2 separate regions of the Bombyx mori genome follow, and region 2 is linked to region 1. The links are chromatin contacts, called in public Hi-C maps. All regions are on one chromosome and are shown on one strand. The core of a region is the stretch at or near the end of the contact, and the rest is flanking DNA. Distances in the headings are between cores, read along the strand shown.

The links. Hi-C and Micro-C count contacts between places; a contact is called where the count stands out from the background.
Region 2: a contact with region 1 is called in a Hi-C map of middle silk gland, with 2.8 times the contacts expected there. The contact joins the enhancer-like site here to the promoter of LOC101743040 in region 1. A contact is called at or near these places in 3 of 7 Hi-C or Micro-C datasets (middle silk gland, posterior silk gland and whole pupa).

What each region holds. Positions count from the first base shown.
Region 1 is chr5:10,597,791-10,601,112 of ASM3026992v2, forward strand. LOC101743040 (F-box/LRR-repeat protein 14) reads left to right here and starts at 1,846. Exons shown (of 3, transcript XM_038011354.2): 1 at 1,846-2,000; 2 at 2,202-3,322. The coding sequence starts at 1,983.
Region 2 is chr5:10,648,146-10,651,458 of ASM3026992v2, forward strand. LOC101742602 reads left to right here. Exons shown (of 5, transcript XM_004930103.4): 2 at 277-392; 3 at 1,159-1,300; 4 at 2,354-2,513; 5 at 2,974-3,313. Among protein-coding and RNA genes, the nearest start is that of LOC100620062, 9.9 kb to the right of the region's middle. Within about 2 kb of position 1,831, at least 2 of the 8 cell types and tissues checked have open chromatin away from gene starts, as enhancers often do.

The sequences.
Region 1 (3,322 bases), core at 596-3,095:
AACTAAACAAGATAGCGTCATTGTTAATCCATTTTACGACGTTAAAGCGTTTAGCTGCCTTTGATTTTATAGGCCTCAATTCTACTATAGTTGGGTCAAAACATCTATCACAAAGATTTCATTAAACCAGGTACCTATGCTATGTTGGACCAACCAAACGTTATACGAACGTATAAAATGTCTAGAATATTTAAAATCAAACTTATTTAAATAAAATGTGTAGAATAAAAAATATTAAAGCTATTCTAAATAACTCCCATAGAATATAGGGCCATTCATGCCCGACGCCTAGCGATACAATGCTTAGCGACTAGCCAGTTTTGCATGCTTGATGCCTGAAGAGTTGCTGTTAAATTTAGTTGGGTCTCCGAAAATTCTTTGATAAACAGTTTACACACAACGCTTTTGAGTTGTTCAGAGAAACAACTAGTGAGCACTAATTCAAAATAGCACCTCAAACAGGTCTAAATTAAGAGTAATGAAACAATAAATTATCAATAGTACTGCACAATCTGGATAGGTCTGCTTATATATTTACTGTCCTGATCCTTAACGATTTCTTAGCAGATCAAACGGACAATATAGTAAATCTTGATTCTACGCCTCAAAAAGTTATGTGAATTAATTGGTTTATTAATTGTTTCTTTAAATTCAAATGATTATATCATACATATGCGGTGAGTTAATAATTGCATAGCACAAATACTTAAAGGTGGAAAAAATTAAAGAAACTACTAAACGTGACTTTTTGGATTCTTGCAAAAAAATCTATTTATGTCTCAATTTATTACCCCCACTATTAAACTGAGATATTATTTCATTTTATTTCATCTTATCTCATCTCGTTTTATTCCATTCCATTTCATCCTATTATCAATTTCAAATAAATCGTCTTCACTCCATTCCGCTCTAATTCACTTCTCAATACTTCTCATATAGCAAAGTACATAATAATATATTGTAATAAATGAAAATTAATTTTTAGACCTGGATTTAAATAGTGGCATTTTGTTTACGAAGATGAAGTTCTAGCGTTGTATAATAAAATCAAACACCAAACATTTATAAAATTTGCATAATTACTGTTGGTAAGTTATATTCTAACATCACCTTCTATTACCATTTTTTTTTTTTTAAGAGATTTTATGACCTGGTAACTAAGACCTTTAAGTCATGTCTTATTTTACTTTAAATTCTTAATTTTATGAAAAATGATAATATGGAGTGAAATGAAATGAAGATGATTAATTTGAGACATTAATCAACTGGGATGAAATTTAATGAAACGAAATGATATGGGATGAAATATAATCGCAGTAAAATGGTGGTCATTTACTGAGATTTTTTCAGTGGACTTTTTGGAGGAACACGAGAAGTTACGTCCAGCAGCTTTGTTTCATTTTCCCACATTTGTGCACTTTCACAGATATTAAACGGTTAATAAACCACCATTATTACACATTTAAACCTGAAGAAACACTAAATAGACAAAATAAAACAAATCACACAACTTCACTCCTCGCGTTCCCGCCAAAAAGTCTTCTATTACCATCCTATCATTATTGCATAGATTACAGACAGTAATAAGCCTAAACGGAACACGATATTAACAACCTACGACTATGTGGTATGTGTTCTTACAAACAAACTACTAAAGATCGAATAATAGTAGCCATGATCGAGTGAAACATTCATTGAGTAAAATATAAATTGATAAGTAAGAAACCTAAGGTTTACGATATATAGGTCTATGATTCAGCTACCGTACCTACTCAACTTTTGAAATTGAAATGTCAATATTGTCAATGTCTATCGCTAGCATAGATAATACACTGAGATAATACCTTAATATTTAATATATGTCAGTCAAAGTCAAGGACGAAGGAAGTGCTACAAAATATGAGCACTAAAATGAAATATTTATTAAATTAGCAATACACATGTAACAGAAACTGTGCGTAAATTAATTGAAAAAATTTAAAATGGAACTTCCCTATGAGGTAATGATTACATTTTATTACTAAGATTATAGAATCAATTGTAGTTTAAAGTTATTTTCCTTTGTTCACCTTTACATAATATTTTTCACGTGATTTTAATGATATCTTATTACAAGGAATTTTCGTTCGCAAGATTACTAAAATTTATTGTTGTTGTGGATCGTTGAATAACATTTTTGATGTCTCTGTTTCCATTTCCAGATTTTAGTGTATTTATTAAGATTTCTCCCAAAATCTGATCGAAAATCAGCGAGTGAAACATGTCGTTCGTGGTATATAGCAGCAAATGATCAACATTTTCTGAAAAACAAAGTAGTTATATTTTATAAATCAGTAATTAATGATGAAAACTCATCACCAATCCAAATATTTGAAAATTCTTTTACATCATACCATAACTTTTTTTTCAACGAAGTCGAATTATCAAGCAAGTTAAATGATTTTTGGATCAAAATAGGAGAAAACATAAAATGTTTATCTCTGACAAGCTGTGATGTAAATGAAAAGGTATTTGTTCATATTTTACAAAATTGTACTAATTTAAAAGAGCTGCACATTAAGAGTTGCAAAGAACTATTTATGTCTGGTCGATTGCTTGAAGGAAAAACAGAAGGTCTTTTAGTTACTAAACTTGAACATTTGAAATGTCTCAGCTTATCTGGAAATCAGTACTTAACTGATGCTTTATTTAATAGATTTATATCAGCATCTCCTGGATTAGAGGAACTTAATCTATCTGGATGTTCTCTACAATTTCATCTAGGTCTTGTCAAAAAGTTCTATCCAAATGGAACAGACATTTTTCAGAATCCATCAGAGAGTGTTTTAACTTTTCATTTTATTCATCAAATGATAATCTCCAGAGCTGACAAAATAAAACGACTGTTGTTTTCTAATACACTAATTGATGGTGCTGCTCTTAAAACTTTATCAGAGATAAAAAATCTTCAATTAGAATCACTGGAAGTGCATGCTTGTGATCAACTCACTAATACAGGCATTTTATCACTTACAAGCCACCAGATCTTCTTAAAGGAACTTGATATTGGACTGTGTACTAGAGTTACAGATCAGTCCCTTGTATATATTTGTAAAAATCTAGTCAACTTAGAAAACCTCAATATTCAAAGATGTCGAGCTGTGACTGATTTAGGTATTGCAGAGTTGGGTAAATTAATTAAATTAAAATCATTAAACATCTCTCAGTGCGAACTGTTGACTAAGGATGGATTATGTAAAGGTATATGTGCTGAAGTAAATGTGGTATTAGAAGATTTAGATATACATTCTCTAAATTTAGATCAAACAGGCCTCATAATGAT
Region 2 (3,313 bases), core at 581-3,080, 50 kb after region 1:
ACGTAAATGCGCCACCTACCTTGAGATATAAGTTCTAAGGTCTCAGTATAGTTACAACGGCTGCCTCACCTACCTACCCGTGCGGACTCACAAGAGGTCCTTCCACCAGTAATGTATGTATATATTCTGAGAAATATATTCCTAGAATTGTGAATCGATTAGAATGATGTCTAATGCAAGAATGAGTATTCTAAACAATATTCTAAAGAACTACATATTTTATTTTTTGAAATTTACCATGTAATGCTCATGTAAGTTCTCATTGATTTGTTTCAGGGCCTTTAGATCGTTTTTAAAGAAAGGCAAAAAAGGTAGTCAAACACAAGAAAAATCCAAAACAAATCAGGCCAATGGAGATTCCAGTCCGATTTTATTCAGGCGAGCTATGCATTGTGAGTATACAAAATATTTACATTGTGCGCTATGACACTACATAAAATATGTTTATAAGCTATACTTACAATATCACACATGCAGTTGTTAATTTCACTATTAAGACACATGCTACTCCTACGTAAAACATATCATAAAACTATTGACGCATGAGACACATTTCGAGACATGATCCAGAACATCACTATCTAAAAATAAAGTAATCACTCAAGGTCTTTTGAAGATATTATTGGTGCTTACAGTTTCAAATGTAACTTGGCAAATAATTATTGTAAAATAAATAGTCAAGTAATTTCAAGCATATTATTTTGAAGTTGCAATAAGTCTTTCAATTAATACTAGCAACTAATTTTCGTAGGTTAACCAGTTTGATCGGTCCTGCGCTGTTTGCATCTATTGTGGCGAGGATTGGAAGGTCTATGTCCAGCAGTGGACGACTGTGGGTTGATAGAAAGATAGCCAGTTTGATACAGATGTAAATGTAAAATTCTTATTCATTTACTGGTGGTAGGACCTCTTGTGAGTCCGCGCGGATAGGTGCCACCACACTACTTATTTCTGCCGTGAAGTAGTAATGCGTTTCGGTTTGAAGGAGGGGGCAGCCGTTGTAACTTTACTAAGACTTTAGAACTTATATCTCAAGGTGGTTGGCGCATTTATATTGCAGATGTCTATGGACCCGAGTAACCACTTAACACCAGGTGGGCTGTGAGCTCGATCGTCCAACTAAGCAATAAAAAAAAAATCAATACGCTCTATTTTTAGATTCGTCGATGACTCCAGGCAATCGAAGTACTGTGGGCTCACCAGAACGTTACGTCTACGGAGGGTCCGTCACTCCGCTACCACGTTCAAGGTTCCAAGAAAGATTGCGAAGTTCCAGTCAATATGATACTAATTCGCTTAGGTAACAAATACCATATTATTAAGGTTGTTTACTTTAATACATTGTGTAAGTAATACACAACCAGGTTCTTAGTCAATAGAAATTGTAAAATCCAATTTCAAAACTATAAAAGTTTAGTGCTGTAAATTTGTTCGTAATTTTGTGAAGTCAACTTACTATAAATTCCTTTCCTATTTCTAGTAATGACGTGGCATAAGAACTATTAAGCTTCCATTGCTTATTACGTATGATGCTCGGTATATTATTGTACTATACATATAGGTAATAATTATTATATTTTATGTTGTGACATGATTATAGATGCGTTCTGGTTCCATCTTTAGGCAGGCACTAATTTTCCTAATTTATCTGCAATATAACTCCTCCCATGAATGACGTCGTGAAATTAAATTGGTGTAACTATTATTGTGGCTGTGTATCATCGTTTAGCCTATTTTTAAGGTCGATCAATCATACGTTCTAGTACGAAGTGTCCTTTGCATTCCAGTGCTGCCATAGTAGTGTTGAAAATTCACGTTGCTATGATTAGTATGAGCTCCGATACCGCTAATCAACAAGCGAGGCATGACTAGTCTAGGCCTATGAATGATATGTGTCTTAAACTGCACAAACAAGGAAAGTAAAGTCGCGTAAATCAGAGCTGTAATTCGAAACCAAGAAAGTCAAATCTATGGATTTGGTTGGTTGCAATTCCTTTCTCAAGCTCAACAATCCTAGGTATTATTATGTTGTCTAACCCGGTGGCTCAGTACATAGCGACCTTGACTGTTGACCCGATGGCCGTGGGTTCGATTCCCACATTAGGTACCTATACATTCATGCGACGGAGAGCTTTATTTGCCCTTTGTCTGTGTGTTTAATATCTATATGTGCTTATATGTTTATATATGTCTCCGGTTCCCATAGTACAAGAAGATCTAGTTTGAAAGAATAAATCCTAAAATAATAAATCATAAGTAATAATATTATATAATTTAATAATTATGTGTAATAATAAATAATAAAAAATTAATAAAATGAATGTGATTAAATAATTTATATTTGATAATACAGCGCTACCCCAAGAATGGCCCGCAGTGAGGTTACTGGGTCTAGACTAAGCGTGGCAAGTACAAACCCATTTGACGAGGATCCTGTGCCGCCGATCCGCGCGTCGCGACGCAAAAAGAAACGAGCCCCTCTACCACCGGCCCCTGCCTCCGCAGACGTAACGGTAATTCTAACAATTATTTTCAAACATGTAAAAATGTGTGGAGAAAATCTATATGGTGAGATCATACAATTCAAAGAGAGCGTGTCATCGATGTGGAAGATAATTATCGTGGGGGAGTAGGGAATCCTGTGGAAAGCCAATATACATACATACATGGAAATAGTCTCGAAACAACAACTATCAAAGGCAGCGTGGATGCTACATTCATTAAAAATTACTAGCAATTTACTGGTAGAGTTAATAGAGAAATACACTATTGACAGATACCTAGTTAAAGTCTAAATTTAATAATAATCTGAGCATCTATAGCAATATGTAGTTTGCAAAAGGTATATTGTATATATGTCTAGCGCTTACTTAGAGTACACTTAGTACTGATAAATTGATTTCTAAATCATATCTAAGGATTTAGTAAGATAAAACCTAAGACCAACCAGTAATACTATCGACTTATCTGCAGGTGAACAGCGAAATTTCGGAATTGAACATTAGTGAAACTGAAACGAACACACAATCCAAAACGGAAACTGATTTGGAATTAGAGGATATGAACCTGAAGATTGAACTTAAGATTGTCGAAGATGAAGATGTACAGAGAAAGACCACAGACGAAATAAATCTTCATATTGCGGAGCCAGAGGACTCGGAAAACAATAACATAGTAAAAAATGAGGTTAAAACGCCGGAAGTTACAGCTGAAGAACAAAACTTAGAAATAAAATCGAGTGAAATAAATGCAGAAGAGAACAAGGAACAAAACGTTTTGCATAATGCTGACTCCGAAGACAACATCATAAACA